2 separate regions of the Triticum aestivum genome follow, and region 2 is linked to region 1. Evidence: chromatin contacts called from public Hi-C data. All regions are on one chromosome and are shown on one strand. The core of a region is the stretch at or near the end of the contact, and the rest is flanking DNA. Distances in the headings are between cores, read along the strand shown.

The links. Hi-C and Micro-C count contacts between places; a contact is called where the count stands out from the background.
Region 2: a contact with region 1 is called in a Hi-C map of an unstated tissue, with 5 times the contacts expected there. The contact joins two enhancer-like sites. A contact is called at or near these places in 2 of 5 Hi-C or Micro-C datasets (leaf and an unstated tissue).

The regions. Positions count from the first base shown.
Region 1 is chr2A:772,122,613-772,129,646 of IWGSC CS RefSeq v2.1, forward strand. No RefSeq gene overlaps it. Among protein-coding and RNA genes, the nearest start is that of LOC123191117, 20 kb to the left of the region's middle. Within about 2 kb of position 1,594, at least 7 of the 8 cell types and tissues checked have an H3K27ac peak or open chromatin away from gene starts, as enhancers often do. A contact at or near this core is called in leaf, where this site is marked.
Region 2 is chr2A:772,304,350-772,311,315 of IWGSC CS RefSeq v2.1, forward strand. No RefSeq gene overlaps it. Among protein-coding and RNA genes, the nearest start is that of LOC123186643, 34 kb to the right of the region's middle. Within about 2 kb of position 4,037, at least 4 of the 8 cell types and tissues checked have an H3K27ac peak or open chromatin away from gene starts, as enhancers often do. A contact at or near this core is called in leaf, where this site is marked.

The DNA of each region.
Region 1 (7,034 bases), core at 344-2,843:
AGGTAGTTTTGCCCATATACAAAATAATCCGTTTGAAATAATAACTATCAAGTATGTCCCTTATTTCTATTATAAGGTTGTGTATAAGGATTTAATTCAACCTTTTCCCACTTTTGAAATGCTACAGCTCTTTCCATCATCAACTTGTTTCACCTTTGCCATCACTTTAGAGGAACTGTTGAATGAAAGTTGGCTTTTCACACACAGGCAGCAAAGATCAATCCACTACCACCTGACCAACTGCTGCATCTGCTCATCACCCCTATGGGGATCTGTTTCGGAGCAAGTGCGCTCAAAGTGGCTGCACACACAAAGTGTTTCTACGTGGTGGCTCCTCAGAACTTTGCATTTTCCCCTGACCACACGCGTAATTGGCCAGGAAGTGGAGCATTTCTAAAGGCGGAATCATGTCGCCACTATTTTGCTGTCTGTCCAACGCAATTGGCGACTTCCTTGAGCCATAAGCTCGCTCCTTTCTTCTCAGTCCAAATCATTGGAAAGAAAGATAGGAAACATGTCTAGAAAGCTTGCCTCGTCTTTGTGAAGCAGCCCGGTGGATTCGATGGAAACAACATCTCGGATCGAAGCGTCGCCGGAAAGGAGGAAGTGTTTCTCAAAGGGGGTTCTAGAAATGTTGGACTTGACTCAATCGATCATGTCTTCCTCCTTTCCTCAAGGTTGGTGATCTGTCTGAATCGCATTAGTTGTCTACATTTTGGGGCCTCAACTTCTAACCCGACAGCATTTTCCAAGTCAGGTTCACATCTACGCAGATGTGGTGAGAGTCGGTTTGATCTTTTGGAAAAGCCAGAGCACATAGCTAGACTGCTATGATGTACCCGGGAAATATCTAACAAACTAGTCTAGAATTTACTTGGGTGTCCCTTTGCTGTAAAGTGATACACACATGATTATGCTCTTGGCAAATTTGGAGTTCTTTTTTCAGACTCGCGTGGGTCTCAACGAAATTAATTGATTAAATGGCATGAAGTGCTCCTTCAAATTACAACAGGCTGATTTCCCAAGTCATCGTGGGACTGAAGGAGCAGAGAGACAGTCGACAGAAAAGGATAGCCAACCTAAACTCTAGCCAGCATTATCATGTCGCAACATAAGAACCACTGGGGCGCTGTCTATGTATATCCACCGTCCACATTACGTCGTTCTGCGAAAGTAGGACCAAAATAAATATATAATAGTGTTAGTAGATAATGATATGAGAACCTGGGTTTGTTTCTTATATATTTCATTGACTTTCTAGGTGCAGAAACTAAAACTGTAATAAGTCAATCATTTTTTGTGACGGCGATGTAGTCAGAAACTAGTACAGTAGAATCTTTACCAAATATCCATTGATCTAGTTTACTCACGAGTAGAAACTTTACCAACATAAGATGAAAGGTCAGGTCAGCAAGTCAGGGGCACAATTGAACACCAGGGCAGGAAAAGAGGACGAGAGCAGGGAGGGGCCGGGGGAACAGCATAATGGCGGGGGCAGACTTGAAAGGGCAGATGGGCCCGAAGTGGGAGGCCCAGGCGAGCCACAACGAGGGGGGCAAGAGGACGCCGCGCGCGGGCCCGGCGCTGTCTGCCCGCCGCCGTGGGCCACGGCAGGCTTTTCTCCCCTCCTCTGCTGGACCCTGCCGCTCACATGAGGCTTGTCTTCGCCGGAACAGCGCGTCAGTCGAGTACGCACGTACGCCACCGCCGGGCCCGCCGCGATTCGGCCCGATCGGCTTCAGCGGTCGGTTGCGTGGCGTGGCATCATGGGGATTGCGCATCATTTCGGTTCGTTTTCAAACCGGCTGGAACAGCAGCAGTATATTGGCACAGCAACGCATCATTGCACTTCGACTAGGGGGTGCTGGAATTGATGCTTTGATGCGGTGACAACCGGTCGCTTGAAGCTTCGTCTGTCGGAGGAGCTGGTGTTGCGTGGCATCTAATGTTTGTGCTTTGCCCCGCTATAGCCACGACATAGCGATTTGAGCAGGGTGCATGCTGCTAAATGGTACTCCCTCCGTCTCATAATGTAAGATGTTTTTCAACACATTATGGGACAGAGGGAGTATTTGTGTATAATTATCATGTAAAGTTACAAAATACATAGCAGGCTATGGCCTGTCTAGCTATAACCACGTTGTTTGAACACGGTGCCACTATTTGACATAGCCTATTATTTAAAACTATGGAGAGTATCTGGTGCGTTAACATGCACATGCGGTCGTAATTTTGTCTCGCTAGAACATACTCTCTTCAACTACAATAACAAGGTGCTAAACTTATCTTCACTTTTTTGGACCCGCTGATTGTACAACAATCATTCTACGGTATATGTATTTTAGTATTATAAATCAATATGTGTAGAAAACAGATGAGCAAAAAGGAGGGGGGGGGGGATCTATCTAGCTTAAATTTTGGGAAAATTAAGAAAAAAAAGGTTTTGGTTCTTGAGAAAGTTTCGACTCGAGGACAACAATTCTCTCGATGTGCATGCTTGGTGCTTTTGACCCATACTGAGTTATAATATATTGTTGGTAATCCGACCGTTCAAAGAATCGACTTTTCTTTGTTTTGATCTGTAAGTCACTATTCTGAGAGATTCTGGAAGATTATGTCTCTATCCTTGAACATGAATTGGCATGTTCCTGAAAATCACTTTTGACCAAAAGTAATCCACATGGTCATCTAAACCAATTACAAAGGGTTTGGAGTGTGAACACTTACATGATTGGTGCTCTTGGTTTTTCTTGGTATGCCGGAAACAACATCCACGTCTTTTTTTAGGGCCAGGGAGAGAGTGCTGTCAACATTTTAATAAATTGTGGGGTTTTTAAAGAAAAAAGAAGGTTGAAACCCTTGACCTTTACATAATTATGATGCACACAACTATTTTTATTAATTATCAAACAAAGTACCACATAACCACTAACGGAAAATGTGAATAAAACACCTACAACTGAATCGACGTCTTTCGCTGCAGCGCCTTCAATACGGAGTGCATGTCCTCGCATTGTCGTCTTCACGTCCGTCCAGAGATTGTTAGGACAAGGATTTTCATCTTGGTTGTCAAAATCAACCACTTAAGGGTTGTACAAAACAACGAGATAACGCCTTTAAGAAGGCAACAACGCAATTGCGTCACTACTAAGACAAACCAAAAAAAGGCTAGAAAAAGGAGTTTTCACCTTGGATATGAAGCGGTGCTTCAATCATTATCTTGAAGGCAAAAAAATTATAGCCACCCCAGTCACTATTCCCCTACTTGGCATAGATGCTCTAGCGGATGGGCGAGACGTGTACCCACCACTGCATTTTACTCAATCGCTAGTTGAGTTCATGGAGTTGTTTTTACTTTCCGTCATGCGTGTGTGTTCCACACTCACATTCCTCGGTTGATGTCATAAAATGCTTGAGCTTGACCTTGAAAAGCTAGCCTTTCCTCCGAAGTAATAATAAAAGAAAAACACGCTTGACATTATTCGCCGGAAGAATAAAATACCCCAGATTGACGTTGTTTGGTAAATGGAATTTCAAAAAGCAAAGCATCGTCTCGGTGAATTTTGGTTGGCGCGCTACTTGCCAGTAAACAGGCCGGGGAACCGATGGACCACATCCATATGTCCGGCCATTCACCTTTTCACGACGATGCCCGGCCCCGGCCGGCGCCGTGTAATTTGGAGTTTTCTTTTTACCTAACAAGGAGGGCCAAATTGACCGGACCACGTTTTTTCACACGCATAAAGGAGAATATTCGAGGTGTTGTAATCAGTTGGGCAGGACAATTCCAGTGTTCCTTGAGGGATGCCTCTGCCCGGCGATGATGCGCGTTTGACATCAAGATGTTCTCATTCTTGTTGCCTCTGCCGCAGCGGGAGATATTTGCTTGCCTGCGGTGGAGACTGGTGAAGGAAGAAAGACGGTTGAGCGATATGTCTACACGTAGTATGCGCGTACGTTGCTTCTTCTTGTCTTCTCCGGCAGCGGTAGCGGTGGCGGTGGGGAATCCCATCGCATCGCGTGGATGGGCCGGTGAGGGACAATGACGACGACCCTCACTCACTCCCTGCTCCCTCCCCCCTATCGATCTGGACCACCCCACCCTGTGCATGCGCAACAGTTGCTGCGTGCACGCTTGCGTGCCCACCCATGAAATGACCCCACTGCCCTTGCCCCGTCACTCCAGTATTTTGTAACCGATTGGCACCCCCTCTCTACTTTTCCTTTGTTCTTGCACGGATACAATCAAATACGTAACAAGGGAGGGACGCGGGGTATCTAATCCGGAGCTTATATGCTGAAAATTGTAAAAACAATTAAAAAACTCTGATTTTTTATGCAAACTTTGACAAATATTCTCAGTGCTTGTAAATTTTCATCTTCAAATAACATTGGTGGAAGTCATGGTAAAAAAAAAAGCAAAATAGACACTCCAAAAATGCTATTTTTGAAAGCATTTTAGAGTGTTGTTCTTGTTTCTGTTTCTGCCATGACTTCCACAAATGTTATTTCGGGATGAAAATTCCCAAGTACCGAGAACATCTGTCAAAGTTTGCACCATTTTTTTCATAATTTGTTGATTTTTTTTTGAAATTACTGTTCACCTTAAGTTCAAATGAGCTTGGGAGTAGAAGGGAATTTTCAACAAGGGAGCCTCTATTTATCAGGTAACCGGAAAAAACAATTTATCAGTCACTTCTGATGTGAACTATTCGACCTTCATCCAACCGCCCAAAACAGATATTTATCGGTCACACCTTATGTTTGGTGCTATGCATCCGAATACCTCATATTTCATCCCGTAGATCCATACAAAACAATGCAAAAGATTTCCTACGTCGTACATACACCATGCTAGCCTAAACTAAGCTTCATCATCGGGGATGTCCATGACGTCCATGCCGGGCGTCGAGTAGATGGGCGCGTAGGAGGGCTCCGGCTCCTCCTCCTCCTCATCCATTAGCGCGAGCATCTCGTCGACGTTTGCGGCGTGCTCCGCCTCCTCCTCCTGCAGACAAGGACGCTTAGCCTCCACCGTAGATTTCGACTAGAGGGAATCGAGGATCGCCTACTGCTCCGCGTCCCCTGCGTCCTCCTCCTGCTCCTACTCCAAGTCCTCCTATGAATCCATTGCGTTCGGAGGTAGCCCCGCGACGATCCGGGTCGCGCCTTGCCCGGATCTGTTCAAGGGAGCTGCAATTGGCGCTCCGACATTAGATACAGGTAGCTCCTTAACCGCGGAGTTGGGGCATGGGTACTACTGGTAGCGGATGGCAAGTGGAAAGTGGCGGCGACGACAGATGGGAGTGTGGAAATGTGGAGAGTTCCGGTGCCAGCGGTTGGCTTAAATAGGCATGCTAGGGCACTACACGGCATGCCCGAGCAGCGCCACACGGCGACGGAGGAGACGAGCTTTGGATCGCCGGATTTTAGAGTGTTTTCGTGTGGGACCTGGCCGTCAGTCCGATGTGACGGACACGTCTGGACGCGTCTGGGTCTTTCCATATCCGCTTCATATTTAAACTGGATATGAAGGACGCTGGTTAGCCCGCGTGTTTGAGGCTCGTTTAAAGCGCTTGTCTAGGTCGATTTTTTATGACCGGTCACTGACCGGGCCAACTGCTCGGGCGTATGAGGTGGGTTTAGGGCGCCTATGCTCTTAGACGGGAATTCGTTTTACCCTTCTCTTCTTCATAATTTGCAAGCTCATCTTCTTCACCGGTGACAAAATGAGCTCGGGCCGGGGCCGGGGCAGCGACGGCATGCGTGATAGCTGGTAGTTAAGGACAAGTATGGCGTGGTCCTGCATGCATGCATGGCTGTGCATGTGAGGAAGTACGTGCGTGGAGCCATGGCGGGACGCTTAAATTTGTTCCGCGTGGGTCTCAATTAACCATCCATGATCCATCTCTCTTCAGGTAGGTAGCCGTAGCTGGGTCTAGGCGTGTAGCCGTGCAGCAGCTGGGGCTGGGGCTGGTAGGTAGCGGAAGGTAATCAGATCCAGAAATCATGGGCCTCACGTACAGTCCTAGGCTTGGCCATCCTACCTAGCAGCTACACGCATGTGACAAGCGAGCGTGCATCGCTCTGGCTGGCTTGTGCCACGGTCGACAACCATGCATGGCCATGTTTACTCAAATTTAACCTAACCCGTCACACGCACTGCTCTGGCACTGGCACTGGGACTTGGGACTGGGAGGGACATGACATGCATGCACACATATGTGTACCATTAATGAAGCTACTACAAGAATCAAAGCTAGCCCTAGCCAGTTCACTACAGACGAAGACCTCCTACCAAACCTAAGTGCTTGTTTGGATCAAGAAAAACTAATTTAGCCATGCACGTCTGAGGGGACATGTTGAAGACTCCCTTAAAAAAAATGGCAGGCAGGTGCAGGCCGTGGAGCGAGTGCAAGCAGACTAGCAGAGTGTGCAGTAGACTCACCCGCAAAAAAAAAAGGAGAGTGTGCAGTAGACTACCATGCGCGTATGGAGTGTCCGTACCAGCCACGTAGGGCCGGTGCGCGTACGAAGTTAGAGAAATTTGCTAGGCGGGAGGAGGACAGATGAGTAATTTGGTGTCTGGACCAGCGCGACACCAGCATCTCGGTGGTGGGCCCGAAGTGTCCCCCAGGTCCACCCCTGTCCCTCTCTCCCTCGCTCTCACGTACAAAGTGTGAGCCGAGCTGAGCTGAGCTTTGCCAGTTGCCAGCCAGAGGAGGAGAGAGGCCTGCCTAGCTAATTATGGCCGGGTCGGGGCGTACGATGCTTTTCAGCTAGCCTCCTCAGGCTTGTACCAGAGCAATCTCCTGCCCTGTAGCTCTCGAGTCTCAACTTCAGCACCCACCCCCTTCCTCTTTTTTTTTTTTTTGCGCATCCCCACCCCCTTCCTCTCTCTTGAGCTAGCTCTCTCTTGCTTCCATGATTTGCCATGGTGTTATAAAGCCCCTCCCCTCTCCTAGCTAGCCATCTACTGCCCTACTAGCTCACATAGCTGCCATGCACATGGAAACTCCATCTGCACAGCTAGA
Region 2 (6,966 bases), core at 2,787-5,286, 180 kb after region 1:
CCATACATGCTTTAATGATTTTTTTTCTCGATGCATCAATAGTTTCTTTACAAAATTTCCGCAGCAACGCGTGGGGTATCATCTAGTTAAAATAAATGTTTGTGAGAAGTAAGAAAAAATATTCAAGTGTTTCAAGAATATATTCAACACACTTTTCAAAATGTTTGTACATAGTAAAGAAATGTTCATGTAGTTTAGAAAAAATGTTGTGTATCACTAAAAAATGTTCAACATGTATTTGAAAAGTGTTTGATGTATTGTGCAAATGTTTCAGGTGTATACAAAAATGTATGATGTGCATTGAAAAAAGTATGCATGTATTAAAAAAACTAAGAGATACTTTTTCAAAAGTAAACTGATAGAGAAACACGGAAAATCAGAAAACCAAAGAAAACTGAAGAAGCGATTAGCTTTTTTGAGAAATGAATAGGTGAACTAAAGAAATAAAAGAAAAACGATAAGTGAATTGAAGAAATAAATAAAATCAAATATCTAACTTCCTTTACTGGGACGGCCCATTCACCGCACGCTGCAGGCGAGCCAGTGCTACATATTGAAGTACGCCATAGTCCGCTGTGCTACATATTGAAGTACGCCATAGTCCGCCGGCAAGGATATTTGTTGTATGTACCGATAGACCTCTAGGTTCAAACAATAGCACAGTAACCACTAGGCTATCTCAACTTATTCTGCCAATTCACTTAATTTTTCCCTTTTACCCTCTTCAGTTCGCATAACTTTTTCTTTTTTTCTTTTCTTTTTTATTTCTTTATTCTTGGAACGGTTTTGTTCGGTTTTTTCTTTCTTTTTCATTTTCTTTTTTCTAAATGCGTGAACCTTTTCTTAAAATTCGCTAAAGTTTTTAAAAATGGACGAACTTTTTTTAAAATTGATCAACTCTTTTCAAAATTTGATGAAATTTTTCAGAGTCAGTGAACTTTTTTCATATTCGATGAATTTTTTTACATTCGATGAACTTTTTTTCAAAATCAATGAACTTTTGCAGAATCGATGAACTTTTTCAAATTCAATGAACTTTTTTCAAATTTGGTGAATTTTCCCCAAAATCAAAGAACTTTTTTCCAAAATTGTTGAATAGTTTTTTTAATTGGATGAACTTTTTTCAAAATTGATGAACTTTTTGCAAATTTGTGATTTTTTAGTTTGTGTAATTTTTTCAATTTCGACAGACTTTTTTTGAATTAATGATTTTTTTGTGAATTTTATTTTATTATTTTTCTAGAAGTCAACAGTTGATTGGTCAACTGGTCAACCATCGACCAATCAACTTTTGATGAACAAACCAAACGCACCGTGTGAGGGGACTGCACCGCTAGTTGTTAACGGGCCAGCCTAGTTGTGGAGCTTAGTGGTCACCCGTCTCCTAGCCGGCGCATAAGGCGCCCACTAGGAGCTCCCCATATTTCTTATACACCATTATCGTGGCATTACCATGATGATGACACGCTGTTACTAGGCCGGCCCAGCATCGACTCATTGTAGGTGATCCTTGCATAGGAAGGATTTGCTGCAGGCGGCACATACCGCGGAAAATCCTATCTGTCGATATGTGCGGCAGACTGTAGAATGCACGAACACTCAGATGGCTCTATGCTGGGCTGGAACAATTTTAGCGTAGCATAGTGCACTATTTTAACCGGTTTTGAAAACCTTCTAGAAGGTTCCCAACCGTTTTTAACAGTTTTTCCTGATTTTTAGTTTTATTTTATTATTTGCATTTTGTACTTCTTTTCTGCATTCCTTTTTATAAGAATTTTCGAGAAAAACTTGACTTAATAAAAATGTCCACCATTTAAAAAATTATTCGTGTTTCTCAAAACAAGTTCCCAAATTTGTAAAAATGTTCGAATTTTCTTTTTTGGATTTTCAAATAAGGTTCCCCTTATCAAAAAATGTCCACTTTTTCTGATTTTTTTCGGAGTTTAAACAAATATTTCCATTAAAAATATTTTTTCCCTACATTTTTTCTAAAAAGTGAATATTTTATGTTTTTTTGATGATTACGTTCGAACTTTTTAGTTTTATTAGTAGTTTATGAAAACTATTCGGGATTTTTCTTTCATGTTTTCAAAAGTTGTCCCTGTTTTACAAAATGCAATTTTATGAAATGGTCGGAATTATAAAAATAGTTCACATTTTAATAAAAGTATTTTTGTCGTTTTAAAAAACATTGGCATTAAAAATAGTTCTAAAATTTTCACTAAAATTCAAAAAAAAATCATGTAGGATAGCTGGGCCTTTCCACTGTATGAATTGCATCGACGAGTGCGAGCGTAATTCTCAAAAAAGAAGAAGACAAATTCGGACGTGTGGAGGGTGGCGCCGGTGAGTGGTAGGTTGGTTGGCTCCGATCGACTGGATTGGATTGGATGGGTACTGGCAATTAGGGACGTAGCGTGTGTGGGCGAACTGCTTTTCGCCCACACGACGCTCGTACATTGTTAGATGACAACTGCAATTGCGCGTCGTAGCAACTAGGTAAAAACTCATGGCAACTATGATTCGTTGCTAGATGGCAACTACAGTTGCGCGTACGTGGCAACCAGATAAACACACATGACAACTGTGATTAACGATACATGGCAACTATGGTTGGACCACAAATGGCAACTATCCCCGAGTAACTAAAGTGTCAACCTGTGGATAACTATAGTTAACCAAAACAGAGAGAGTCGTCATGCTTTTACAACTAATTTGCCATCCCAATAACTAAAGTTGCCATCCCAGGGGTAAGTAAAGTGTCTTCCCGCGGGTAACTAACGTATGTGTGCCAGGATGTGTAGGCAGATTTGCTTCGTGCCACACGCATGGGGTGAAGATGAGTAGTAGTTGTTGGGCGTGTGGCACGAAGTAGTTGCGCCCACACATGTGGGCAATTCTCATATTCGCCTACACATAACCCGTGTGCGTTGCCTCCCGATTATGACACACAGGGCTTGTGGGCGCATGTCTAAGATGCCCAGTGTGGTGAATATCGGGACCCTTAAAAAATGTTTCCATTAAAAAATAATTTTCCCCAAATTTTCATGTTTCTAAAAAATGTCCAAAATTTCAGCTTTTTGATGATTTTCAGAAATTATTTGTGTTTTTCAAAAAATGTGTGACCTTTTTAAATTTTGTTCATATTTTATGAAAACTATTCGGGATTTTTTCATGTTTTCAAAAGTTGTCCTTGTTTTTCTTGTAAATGAAATTTTATGAAATATTCAGAATTCCAAAAATAGTTCAAATTAAAAAATGTTTTGTATTTCGTTGTTGTTTTCAAAAACATTGGCATTTCAAATTGTTCACAATTTTTCACTAAAGGTTTTGAAATTTCTCATATTGCGTAGCTGGGGTTTTTGTACTCTGCTATGAATTGCATCGATGCGTGCGGGCGTAATTCTAAAAACAAAAAAAAAACGAGTTCGGGCGTGTGGGGGGCGGCGCCGGTGAGTGGTTGGTTGGGTCCGATTGGATTGGATGGGTACTGGCAATTAGGGACGTAGCTGTCGTACGTCAAGTTGGATCGCCTCGCGCCGCTGGCCAATCAATGGCGGTCACTGTACGTACGTTCAGCATCTTCTTCAGGCCGGCCGGCCGGCCTTATCCACACACATGCACGCGCGACTACGTACATATCCACACAACCACCACTCCATCCCGTCCCACTGGCCGGCGGCTGGTCCCGAGATATGGCATGGCCAAGCACACAATCTCACTGTCTCTTCAATGCTAAGCTCCTGCCAGCGTTCATCATCCATGCATGGCCCATGCGTACATGCTGTACTACGTATTAGTTAAGCTCGCGCGTGTTACTCTCAATTGTTCTTTCATCCAACGGTCCATCTCTTTCCTGCATTCAATTGAAGAGGACAGACGGTCGTTAACTACTTAACTAATGGGATTTGCCGATAATAAGATGGCCAATCGAGTTTCGTTCACTGACGGGCGGGCCATTAACGCATGTAGGGCACTGGGACGTATCGCACCGTCGAGGCCTATTCGTAGCGCGACGGCGTGAGTGGGTATGGCCAAGTGGCGCCGCCAGCTAGCTGCCGCTGCAGACCATGCATGCATGATATGCTCTAGCTGGCCGATGTGCACTGCCGATCGACGCTGGTGCCGTGGTGCTAATGTATCGTGGAAGCCGAAAGGGACGTGCATGTGGGTTAATAAATTAACCGGGATACTAGCCAATTGGAGTATCTCAGTGCATGTGACCGGTCAAAGTGTATCTAGCAGAATATCTTAACTCAATTGGACACATTGCACTTTTAGACAGTGATGCAGTTGCTCTGCTTACTGCTTTATAGACGGGCTCTTATTAATAACAGGGTTATCGCCGCAAAAAAGAAAAATAATACTCCCTCCTATTCAAAAACTCGTGGCTTTAGTCCAAAAAATTTGAACTAGAACTAAACTAAAGCTAGGACACTTGTTTTGGTTCAGAGGGAGTAACATGGTTATGCTGGGGATGTTAGCTTACATATATATGTAGGTTCACCGTGTTTGCTACTCCCTCTGTTCAGTGTTCACAGTTTTAGAGATTTCAATATATACTACATATGAACTGAAATAAGTGAATAAATACACTGCAACCTATCTACATACATCTGAATCAGAAAAAAGTTAAAACATCTATAATAGTGAATGGAGAGAATATTTGACAAGCGCCTCAATTTAGCGGAAACTCTCATTGGCATGCAGTTCCGCGGGCACGCACCGGCCCAGTGGTGTCCAGCCGTCCGATTGCTTTTTAGTCGTAATAGTCTTAGGGATTTGCTTACTGTAGGCTGGGGTCTATCCATGCATCCTTTGGTAGCTTTTGCCACACATGCATGCGCTATCCATCCCACTTCCCATGACTTTTATATTTCATATTTTAATTTCAATCTACTACTCCCTTGGTTTCAAATTATAAAATGTTCGAACTTTTTTTTTGAATCAGATATATGTAGACGCTTTTTGGAGTGTTTCTTCACTCATTTTGGTTTGTATGTAGTCCATATTAAAATATCCAAAACATCTTATAATTTGGAACAGAGGTAGTATATCTTTTGAACCAAAAGTCTAAATTAAGTTTTGTTTGCATATTTGTGTTCGTCGTGACGAGAATTTTCAAACAAGACCAATCCTGATTACATTTTGGCAACTTCTAAAAAAATTCTAAGTTCATAATATCGAAACTTGATAATAATAACATTAAGTTTACCAAGTTTCATATGATTTAAGATTTTAGGGTTCTAGGATTTGGGCTCATGACTTTAGGGCTTAGGGTTTAAGTTTTAGTTTTTGAAACTTGCTAAACTTATCATCGTTCCTATCAAGTTTTAGTAGTTGAAAATCGCCCCAACCGCCTGTTTTTTTTTTTTTTGCGATCTGCAAAATTGTTGGATTTCGCATGAGGGTGCACCAAGTTTTAAGTTTAAGTTTCTGAAACTTGCAACTTTGCTATTCGCTTGTACCAAGTTTCCGTATTTGAAACTTAACATAGTTTTAAAAACTCATCAAAATGTATTCAAAATTGAACTTATTTGAAAGCATTCATCACAAGAAACACGAATGTGCAAACGAAAAATAAATTATAATTTTGGTTTAAAGGATATAATCAATTCAAATTTGAAAGTCAAAAGAAAAAAACATGAGATGTAGGATGAATGGAGCTGTCAAAAGCTGCGAAAAGTTGCAGGCATGGACCCGATCTAAGGTAGTTAGGGCATCCACAATGCGTAGCCCCAGCCCTGCTGCCCCACAGGCCAAGCTCGAATGCCATCATGCAGAAAATCTATTGCTTGCACAAGACATGTGATTCCTGCAGAAGAGGCGCCTTCCTCGAGCGAAAAAAGAGAAGAAAAGGGGAGATAAACGAGCATCTCTACATCAGGGAGAAAAACCAAGCAACAAATTGAGGTCACAACTATGGTAGGCAGCGGGGGACATGACCATGGCTAGCGGCACATACTCAAGGTTGCGGCCATGGCGGTAGTGTCCGGCCCAAACCAAGGAAGCACGCGAGCTTGGCGGTGCAGCCATGGCGGGCACATCGAGCCAGCGAACGTGGACACGGCTGGGGTGCAAGTTTGGGTTCAGATCCATGGCCTGCAGCAATCAACACTATTAGGGAAAACCCTAACAGTAGCGTGGGTATTTTGCTTATCAGTAGTGCAGGAGGACGCGCTACTGATAAAGCACTACAGCTATTCCTTAGCAGGAGCGCGTGCTACATGCGCTGCTGCTAAGACCTATAGCAGCAGCGTTTGTTCAATTCAGCGCTACTGCTAATATAGCTAGTAGTAGCGTGTTTACTCTCCATCGCTACTAGTATTTTTCTCTCATTTTTTTTAATTTTTAGTGTATTTATACGTCGTTATACAAATTTTGGTACAATACCAATTATGAGGTTGTCATATCAATATGTCCATAACAGTGTGTCAAATGAAGTTAGATTAGGTTCAAGTGGAGGGAACATGTGGTGCATGTCAAAAGTATACTACTAATTCAAACTTGATCTAGTTTGGACTAGCAGTACTTTTGATGTGCACCACATGTTGCCTCCACTTGAATCTAATCTGCCAACACAAGCTATTTAATCATCATTATAGTCATTACCACCAACAGTAGCTATTTAATCATCATAGCCATAGTATAGCACACATCATCATCTTCAAACTCATTCTAGCTAGCTAATCACCACCAACACTAGCTGTGGTAGCTATCTAATCACCACCAACACTAGCTAATAATAATCATCATAGTCATTACCACCAACACTAGCTATTTAATCATCATAACTCATTTCTACCTAGCTAATCACTCATGCTGCTCTCTCTCAAGTAAAATAATATAAAACATGTATAGCACTCCTGCTTCATCAAGTTGGAGCATGTAGATGAACCTGTCTCCTAATCGTGGGCTGCGCTTCTGATTGCTGCCCCTAGTACTTCTCTGTGATCGTTCACAATT